2 separate regions of the Gossypium arboreum genome follow, and region 2 is linked to region 1. Evidence: chromatin contacts called from public Hi-C data. All regions are on one chromosome and are shown on one strand. The core of a region is the stretch at or near the end of the contact, and the rest is flanking DNA. Distances in the headings are between cores, read along the strand shown. Region 1 holds the start of LOC108476403 (aldo-keto reductase family 4 member C10-like). Region 2 holds the start of LOC108475235.

Region 1 (5,553 bases), core at 1,198-3,697:
CGTAGATGATATCGAGTCATGGAAAAGAAAAAAAAACTACTAAAAAAGGAAAAGCATAATATAGAATCACATGTACATGCAATACATAATCTTTTTCCCTCTCAAGTTAATTAAAACAATCGAATAACATTTTATTTCAGTCAAATTTCGAGGCAATCAATTACAAAAGGCTTTTTCTTCATTTCTTTTAAGTGGTATGCAAGGTGACAAGAGACTTTAGCAGCCACTAACGTAGTCAATCAAATGAATCATATTTCTGGTTCACAAAGCAAAAACATGGTTGAATAAAACTCATGTAAAGGAAAATTTACATAATTTATATAGAAGGTTACATGTTTAGCAAATATAAACTCTAATAGTAAGATGCTGCGTACAAAAAACCAAGTCCCAAGCAAAATGCATTCCTCAAGGTACAAGCAAGGGGTTGCTCAAAATTATGTGCTTTCACATGATAGTAGATAATCCATGCTGGATGTGGTTTGTTTCCACTTTTGATTACAGTGATTATCAAGTAAGTACCAATCGTTGAAATTCCTAACCATAACCAAACAGTTACAATAAACAAAGATTCTTGTGCATCAAGTACTAAAAGTTTGCCTTGAGTTTCGCATACCATATATCAAACATTCTGAGAGTAATTTTATGCAAACCAAGGTGCATATCATCATACATGTTCATTAGACTGAATCACTGCAAGAAAATTAAATAGAAGACACTCAATGGCTGGATCTCTAACTAGTAATGAATTTACTTCACGGTGAAGTTATTAATAAATCAAAGCAAATGACAATTCTTGTTTATGCAGGAATAACTGAAATTAGAATGAATTCAAATTTAAGGAAAAAAAGAAGAAGAAGGTGATCTCTATCAAACCTGGTTAACTGCAGGTACAATTTTTGTGAATTTAAGCAGTTCTTTGATCTGAGGCACACTGAAATTGCTTACACCAATAGCTCTAACCAAACCCGATTCAACTAATGCTTCCATTGCCTTCCACACCTTCTTCAGCCGACTCAAAAACTGCCTACGCTCGCTCCCTGACTTTGAAGGAGGATCGGTTGCATCTCCAAAAGCCGAGATCTCAGGCCAATGCATCAAATAAAGATCCAAGTAGGAGACCCCAAGGTTCTTAAGAGACACCTTAACATAATTCTCGATCTTATTTAATGAATTCATAGTACAATAAAGCTTAGAGGTTAAGAAAACATCTTCTCTTTTCAAAGAACCCTTGAAGGCTTCAGCCAAAGCTTCCCCAACTTCAACCTCATTGCCATAAAGATGTGCACAATCTATATGGCGGTAACCCACCGACAATGCTGTTTTCACAGCATCAACGCAGAGGTCTCCTCCACTCTGCCATGTTCCTAGCCCAATGGCTGGAATTTTAGCTCCAGTATTCAACACAAAGAAATTCCCAGTTTTCCCTTTCATTTCCCTTGATTTTCTTGACCCACCAACCAAGAATCAAAAAAGGGGGTTGGGGGGAGCAAGATTTCAACTCTAAAGTTTCCAACAAACAGAGAGAAAAAAACCCGATTTCAAAGGATTGCAGTAAGATATGGAAATCAAACCAAAAACCCACTACTAAAATCTCAAAAACTAGACAACCCAAATCAGCAAGAATACTAAAAGAACATTCTTTATTAAAAAAACCAAGACTTCACTTCAAATACTAAAAAAGAACTCAGCTGCTGTTTATCCATTACAATTGATCCGAAATCAAACTATATATTAAAAGAAAAGTAATAAACAAACCTCAAAAAATTCAGACCACAGCCACCAAATACCAAGGACTTTTCTTTTTTCCCGCTTTGCGTATGGAAAAAAAGCGTATGATACAGCTGAACTTCAAAAGAGAGGATCAAGGTCAACAATGGCAACTCAGGGAAGCAAAATAAACTTATAAACTAAACCACCCCCCATCAAGAGATAAAACAGCACTCTTTTACTTGTAGCCTGGAGTATGTGTATATAATTATAACATATTTTTTATATACACGGTATTCAAATTTATGAATCTGTCCATCTATTTTAGACAAAAGACAAAAGGTCAAATATAAAATAATAATGAGTTAGATCATCACGTTGAAAATTTTAATAGGAATATAAAAGAAAAAGAAAAATGAAGGGCTATGTATGTACCAAACTGGAAGAAAGGGGTTGTCTCAAATGAATCCTACCCACCACCTACCAAGCACCCAACTTCACAAATCACAACTACATTCATTGGACATTGCTCCCAGTATCTCTTTTGATTTGTGTCATTGAAATTCAATTTCTTTTATTATTTTTTTATTTTCAGATACTGTTCTGGTTCTCTTTAAGCCATATCTATTGGTTTCAATGTGAGAATATTCGTTGTGATAGGACTTGGTAAGTTCTAACAAATGGGTAGACTAGGGTGTTGGGACAGTCTCCTAAGGATTACAGTTTGGTACCAGTAAAAGGGTAACAAAGTTATTATTTGATTTCTTCAATTATAAATACTCATAGGGTGTTTTGTAAGTGATATTGGTCCAAGTGAAGAGTTGGCATTCCATTTATGGAGACAGGTGACGGCACAGACAGTAGAGTGGAGGGGAGGTGGCAGCAGTAATCACAATGTTGTTCTGAAGTTCCAAATGGTGGTTTAGTTGAAGTTACATTTCCTACAAGTCAAACAAACTTTATTTGGAATCTCTTCCTTTTTGTCTCTGTAAGAACCATATAAACATAAAAAACACAATGGTTACTATAAGTAAAACAAAAGAAGCAGTCATATCCTGGAACATGGAATCAGAAAAGCTGCTTTTGTTTTGTTTCCCATCTCTGGTTTTTTTATTTAATTTTTCATCAAATTATTAAGTGAATGTGATAGTAACCATTGGACAAATTTGCAGAAGAACAGTGATAGATTTTATACAAAGTGGCAAAGAAAAGCTCCAAATATGTACAGCCAAGAATAGAAAGGAAGAAAAATTAATTAGGGTGAAAAGGAAGTGTGAGAAATTGTTTTATAACTACCACGCTTTTACGCAAACTTACCCTCTAGTTTGACTGGCAAGTACAGAAGAATATATTGCATGGCTTGATTTTCTCAACATCTATGTTTGTGAAATGGGAACTTTGGTTTTTGCTGCAAATCCAACAAATAAATGATCTGATACATAATTAATATCATTTTCCATTTCAGATCAGATTCTGAATATTTATCATCTCCTATATTCATCAAGTCACCAGTCCTTTGTAAAAGCTGCATTGATTCCAAAACCATATTTCAGATTGATGTGATTTTAGCCGATAACACAGAAAAATCTGTGTTTATTATGTTTACCCTAAGAATGATGTCCTACTATCAACAACCAGCTCAAGGAGAAGTTCACTAAATAGATCTGATGAATATCACAAATTCAATCCTTCTTAATGCATGCAATGTAAACGGGAAATTTGTGCTGCCAAATTGCTGAAGTTTGTCCCTTTTTTTAATTTAATTTGCAAAAAGCCCTCAAACTTTAAAAGAAAAAATAATTAGGTACTTATTTTCTTTTTCACTCATTTGGATATTTGAGCTTTTAAAATATATCAAAAAGGCCCTCAAACCTTTTCAAAAAAAGCAATTAAACATCTATTTTTTTTTACACTCAATTAGGTACTTTAACTTTCAAAATACATCAAAAAACTCTCTCAAACTTTTGCAAAAAAGAAAAAACAATTAATCACATGCTTTTATTCAAAATTAAAAAATTTATAAAAATTAAAATCAATAAAAAGCTAAAAATATTATTAAATTTTAATAAAAATTTAAATATTAAAAATTAGAAGAAACATAAAAATATATAAAATTGTAAAAGTTATAAAATATATAGAAATATTAAAATTATAAAATTTTATAAACTCATAAGAAAATTATACAAAATGTAAAGAAATATAAATTTCAGTAAAAAATTATAAAATTATCATTCCTAAAGAATTATTTTATAATTTTTCTATAACTTTATTGATTTTTATTTTTATCATTCTCCATACATGTCACGTTGTGTTGCAACACATGATGACTTTAATTGAAAAAAAACTAGGGTCGTTAATTTTTATGATTTTTATAAAATTTTACAATTTTTTACTATTTTTATAAAAAATTAAAATTTATAAGTTTTATATTTTATTAAAATTTAATAATTTTTCTAAAATTTATTATTTTTATTATTTATAATTTTAATAAGAGTAGGAGCTTAATTTCTTTTTTAAAAAATTTTGAGGGTCTTTTTGATGCACTTTGAAAGTTCAAGTACTCAATTGAGTAAAAAAAAGGCAGGGGCTTAATTGCTTTTTTTCAAGAAGTTTGAAGGCTTTTTTGATACAATTTAAAAGTGCAAATGTTCAATTGAGTGCAAAAAAAAAAAAAAGAGGGACTTAATTACTTTTTTTGAAAAAGTTTGAGGGCTTCTTACACCCTTAAGCTTTTTTCTTTTTTAAATGTATAAAAGTAGCTCAAAGTCTAGTTGATATGTCTCAAATTTTTCGAAGCCGCCTGCTCTGATATTTAAAATAATACCACCCACATTTGAACTTGATAGATATTAGTCTTTGAATCTTCTTGCTTAATTTCGATTAGACTAAAAATATCTTTAAATTGTCTACTAATATAAGTGTATTCTCATTACAACTTGTCCATGTAATTACACTTAGTATTAGTTAAACATTAGATAACCAATCAATCAATATTTATTTTTATTTTACTTTACGTGCAAAAATCATTAAAAATAATAGACAAAAGATATTCATTATAATAATAGAATTTTATTAAATCAATCTATTCAAAAATTTATAAGTATTAGACCTAGTAGCTCTCTACTCGGCGATAGTGTATAAAATGATGGCAGAAGTTAGAGATGATGCATAATATGATATTGGGGTTAATGGCGGAGCATAATAAGATGCCGAGGTTGATTATGAAGCATAATGCGGTGACAACGTATATAGTAGAGGTGCATATAAAAAAGACTATCTATCTATCTTAAAAGTACCAACTTCAAAATTGTAAATAGTGAATAGAAAATTATTTTTTGTTACTAAATATTACTAATATTAATTATATTAAGTTTTTTAATATCTATTGTAACAGGCCTATTTTGCCCTGCCCGAGCCCAAATCAACAAAAATCAAAATCCAAAAAAAACAACAAAAGTCCATTATTACAAGGTCCAAATTACAAAACAGGCTACATGCCAGATACCCAAGTTACAAGCATGGACTCAAAACTCACTACCCAATTTTGCAAATCCTAAGCCCAGCCCAAAAACTTAACATTTTCGGAGGAACCCTAGGGTTCCCCTCTCCAATGCCGCAGCTCCCCCCACGTGCCTCGAGCGCACCACCCGCTTCTTGCACCAAAACGAAAACCTGCCCTCGTTGACTCCTAGCAGACCTGCAAAGTAACCCAAAAAGAAGCAAAAACACAGCAAAAACGCAGCAGCAGAAGCAAGGCTGAATAGTGATAGAACAGTAACATGTATTTCGGCTATAAAGCCACACAAAAAACGATTGTAAAAGGGGGGATTTTGGAAATAAAAACTC
Region 2 (5,213 bases), core at 1,506-4,005, 200 kb after region 1:
TAAAATATTGATAAAATTGGCCTGTTAAGGATCCTATAGAAATTCGGATAGCTTGGGTTTAATTGAAATTATTGTAAATTGTGTTTTTATGAAATAGGGACTAAATTGTAAGAAATGTAAAACTTTAGGGGCTAAAGTGAAAAAATGCCCAAATATGTGTTTGTGGACTAAATTGAATTTTTTGGTGAATAAATGAGTTAATTTTGAATGTGTTTAGATCAAGAATGAAAGAAATCGGATTTAGATCGAAAGAAATCGAAAGTTATCTAATAGTTGATACGATCCTTCTATTCCGATTACGAGGTAAGTTCATATGCAAATAAATGTCTTTAAATTGAATTATATGAATTTATTTGTAATTGAATTGTTATAAATGTTGAACGAGCAATTACGAGTAAGAATTGACAGAGTTACGACATCCGAAAGTTCCGTACGAACCTTAGGAATAGTATAGGATACGAATGTCATGACATTAGGCTACCGAGATGAGATTACATGTAAGACCATGTCTGGGACATTGGCATTGTATTGTGATTACGTGTAAGACCATGTCTGGGACATTGACATTGTATTGTAATTACGTGTAAGACCATGTCTGGGATATTGGCATCGTTAATCGATTACGTGTAAGACCCTGTCTAGGACAGTGGCATCGATGTGTGATAACATGTAAGACCATATCTGGGATATGGCATTGTATGAGCTTATGTGATTTTTGAGTATCCTTAATGATTCCGAATGATTTATCGAGCAAAGTCAAGTTGAGAAAGAATATGTGAATGAGCTAAGTGGCTCAGGTATGTATGAAATTCACTTTTTTTTTTAACAAAAAACGACCACAAGGGTCACCTCATATTATTACGTAACATCACAAATTACAGCTTCGTGGATTTCCGATGGATAATCCATATAAAAAAATAGTTTTTGCCTTCACTATACATTTTTTACAAAGTAAATGGACTACATTATTACAAGACCGAACGATCCAAATTAACTTGGCTGATTGAAACAAATTGAAAGCTATTGTGCATTCCTTAATTTGGGTGCCTATATTTGTGACGTCATTGGCTATATTGCTTAGCCTATTGACCAACCCAACGTGGTCCGTCTCAAAAAGAACTTGACCATTTATTTTTAATTTACGCGCCACTTTAATGCTTTCTTCAAAGGCCATGCATTCAGCCTCTTCCACCGACAGCCTTCCCTCTTTAAAACCCCCACCGCCTCCTAAAACAAAGCCTTCTTCATCTCTTATGATAGTCCCATGCCCGATTCTGTTTCCACCAACTGTAGCATCAAAATTTATTTTAGTAAAGCCCTTTGGAGGTTTAACCCACTGTTTCTCTAAGACATTATGTGAAATTAATGGAGCATTTGACGTGTTACAAGTTCGAAATTCCTTGTTCAGGTTGCTTGCTCCTTCCTATATTAGCTGAGCCTCCTCTTCTTTTCCCCTGAAGATATTGTTATTTCTATTATTCTAGCAATTCCTAATGTTGTCATTAAGTCGGCCATAGCTCTTTTGTCAAAGACACGTATCATGTCTTCCAACCAATCAATGCAATGGTCATATTTCTTTTTGATAAAGCTCTTGGACAATCCTCCTATCGAGAGAACTGCACTCGACATCGGGCAGTCTTTTAAAGCATGTAACACCGTTTATGTCTCGGCTCCACATCTCGGATATCCCTTTTCAAAGCCCTGTCTGATGGAAGCAATTTTACTATTTGTTGGGAGAATTTCATGTCCCGCTCGCCAAGTAAATACCCATATCTTCGGTAAGGTATCAAGCTTCCATAGTGCTTTCCAAAAAAATCTGTGTGGGCCAAATCCCAACTCTTTCAACAGCAACCAGAAGTAAGTAGACTTTGAGGTGTAACAGCCATACAATTATGAAACCATATTATTCTATCATCATGGTCAATTCTCCCAATGGGGAGGTTATAAATTTTATCCCCCCAATCCTGCCAGTACATCTTATAGATTTTATCCCTGTTCCAGCTTTTCTGTTCCTTAATCCATAGGTCAACCACACTACTATCATTCGGATCGGTCATATCCATATTAAAAGTTCCACCGTTTAAGCCTTCTATCCCCCAATTGTCTTCCCTTATGTTTATCTTATTTCCATTTCCTACCTGCCACCCGAACCCATCTTTAAGGATATTTTCTGTAGCCACAATGCTATTTCGTGTAAAGGACACTTTTTCAGTCTTCTTGGAATGAAAGATATTGTTGTCGGGGAAATACTTAGTCGATAAGACTTTAAAACACAGGGTGTCTTTGTTACTAACAAGCCTCCAGACTTGCCGCCCCAGAAGAGCCAAGTTGAAAAGTCTGATGTCCCTTATGCCAATTCCACCCATACCTTTCGGGTGACACAAAGTTTTCCACGGAACCATCGCCCAAAATCTGCCTTTTTCTTTGCCCGTCCACCAAGCTCTACTCAGCTTTGATTGTATGTCGTCCAGCACACCTCTAGGAGCCTTAAAGATCGACAACGCATATGTTGGAATGGACTGAAGAACTGCTTTGATGAAGACTTCCTTACCACCAAATGAAAGGAGCCTCTTGGTCCAACTGTTTAATTTGCATGACATATTGTTAATAATCTCCTGGAAAGCCACTATTTTCTTTTTTCCAATAGGAAGAGGAAGACCAATATAGTTATCCAGCTTCTCAACCACCTTCATGCCAAGAATTACACTGAAATTGTGTCTCTGTTCTCTAGGAATATTAGAACTAAAAAGAACCATAGATTTCTCATAATTAATTTCTTATCCTATGACATTAGCAAAAACCTTCAGTATATGAATAAGATAGTTAATATCACTTCTCTTATTTTTAACAAACAATGGGGCATCATCAGCAAAAAATAAGTGATTAACCCTGAGTCCTTTAATATTAGTCCTGATTCCTTTTAAAGACTTTTTATACTGAGCTTGTATCAGCATCCTTGACAAGGCTTCCATACAGAATAGAAACAAATAAGGGGATAGAGGGTCCCCTTGACGGAGACCTCTCTTGGGAATAATAATGTCCGATAAAAAATTATTACACTTAACTAAGTATCTTACCGACCGGACGCAGCTCATAATTTTGTCTATCCACTTCTCAGCAAACCCCATTTTCTTCATTACTTTCTCAATAAAATCTCATTCCACTCGGTCATATGCTTTAGTCATATCAATCTTGATTACTAACCCTTTATTTGGGCCATTTTTAGAGCTTTACCGGTAATGTAAGAGTTCATGTGCGATTAAGATATTATCATGTATCATTCTTCCTAGTACGAACGCGCTTTGATTCTGACTGATGCATCTCAAGAGGGCAACTTTAAGCCGATTAGCCAGAACCTTTGAAACGATCTTGTAAATAAACCTACATAAACTAATGGGTCGATAGTTAGTAATTTGACATGGATCACGAATTTTTGGAATTAATATAATCATTGTCTCATTAATATCAGATATATCTTTTTTGCCATTAAGAATGTCCAGACAGAATTGAATAGTTTCATTTCCAACAATCTCCCAATGGTGTTTGAAAAAACTTCCTGATAGACCATCAATCCCAGGAGCTTTATGAGGGTTCATTTGTTTAATATCTTGAAGAACTTCGTTTTCCGTGTAGTCCATCATAAGCCTCTCATTTGTCTCTATAGTAACACATTCGTGAATATACTCCATATCATGGTTCTCAACATTCTGACCATTTGACCGAAAAAGCCTTCAAAAGTAGTTTTTAGCCACATCACTAATATCCTTACTGTCAGTCACCCATAACCCATCCTCATTCTTAAGCTTCTCAATAGTGTTTTTCTTTAACCGACCTGTAACCCTAGCATGAAAATATCTCGTATTCCTATCCCCATCTCTTAACCATTGAGACCTTGACCTTTGAGCCCATTATTTTTCTTCCCTAGCGTAAAGTTGGCTGAGTCTGCTCCTCATCTCCCTTAGTATGATCGTACTTTCATCCCTTCTTTCAGAGTTGATGACCCTATCAATTTTACTTTCCAACTTACGCATATCATTCTTCATTTTCCCATATTTATCCCTCTGCCACCGGCCAAGTACTCCCTGAATCTTCTCAAGCTTGTTGACATAATTTGTAGATTCCCGATTCCACTCACTACTAATAACATTTTTAGCCTCACCATCCATAACCCAGTATTCTTTAAATCTAAAATTTAATCTTTGTTCTCTAGGGTACTCTTTAGTCTTACTACCCCACATGTCCCATATGAGAGCATCATGATCGGACTGTGTTTGCCGCACCACTCTAGAGGTCATAATTGGGTATTTCTCAATCATAGACACTGAGGTAATAAATCTGTCCCTTTCATTTATCATGTTTCCCCCACTTCTGTTATTGACCCAAGTAAACCACCCTCTAACAGGTTTAATATCAACTAGAGCTAAATTGGAAAGAACGTTTTTGAACTCATCCATATATGCCTTCACCTTCCGCCGCCCTCCGTCTTTTTCAGCTTCATTCAGGATCGCATTAAAGTCCCCCCAACCACCCAATCCTCTCTAACCAAACCACCAACCCTTTCCAGCATTTCCTATGAATTACTTCTTAAATTTGGATTCGCATGTCACACAGATGTTAGACTGATTTTTCAACTGAACCATGGAATCAATGTGGTACTTAGAGAAGCTTTGAATGGTAACATCCATTCCTTCCTCCCACATTAATGTAAGACCATCGCTGAGTCCTTCTGAGTTCACTGCTAAACCACTCTGCATCCTGCATCTATTTTGGACTTGACAGAAATCATTAGCACTCATCTTAGTTTCGCTTAGGAAAATAATATTAGGTTTATAAGCAGCAATCATTTGCTTTAGCTCCCTAACAGTTGCGGAGTTCCCCAAACCCCGATAATTTCAGCAAAAAAACTTTATGACAAGAAGGAAACCTAATCCTTCTCACACCGTATCAAGAAGTGGGTCAAGAACAAGGAGAAAATGAAGCACTCCTCCGGACAGAAAGCAAATACCCAGCCAGGGAAAGATGCAAAATAAACCATGAAAACAAAGGAAAACGAAGCGCGGTACCAGTCTAAAACAATACCAAAGAAAGATCCTTAAAACCCTACAAAAACATCCACCATTAAACACCCAACCTCGTGCTTCAAAAAGAGAGAGAACCATGTAAGAAAACGAAGAATGAAACATGAAACAACAAGAAGAATCAACCTATAACAC

Evidence for each region. Hi-C and Micro-C count contacts between places; a contact is called where the count stands out from the background.
Region 2: a contact with region 1 is called in a Hi-C map of leaf, with 2.6 times the contacts expected there. The contact joins the promoter of LOC108475235 here to the promoter of LOC108476403 in region 1. A contact is called at or near these places in 2 of 5 Hi-C or Micro-C datasets (both in leaf).

The regions. Positions count from the first base shown.
Region 1 is chr3:39,764,087-39,769,639 of ASM2569848v2, forward strand. It overlaps LOC108476403 (aldo-keto reductase family 4 member C10-like), which reads right to left and starts at 2,448. Exons shown (of 5, transcript XM_017778617.2): 1 at 2,143-2,448; 2 at 1,756-1,841; 3 at 874-1,500. The coding sequence starts at 1,431.
Region 2 is chr3:39,966,094-39,971,306 of ASM2569848v2, forward strand. It overlaps LOC108475235, which reads right to left and starts at 2,756. Exons shown (of 1, transcript XM_017777215.1): 1 at 1,842-2,756. The coding sequence starts at 2,756. The coding sequence ends at 1,842.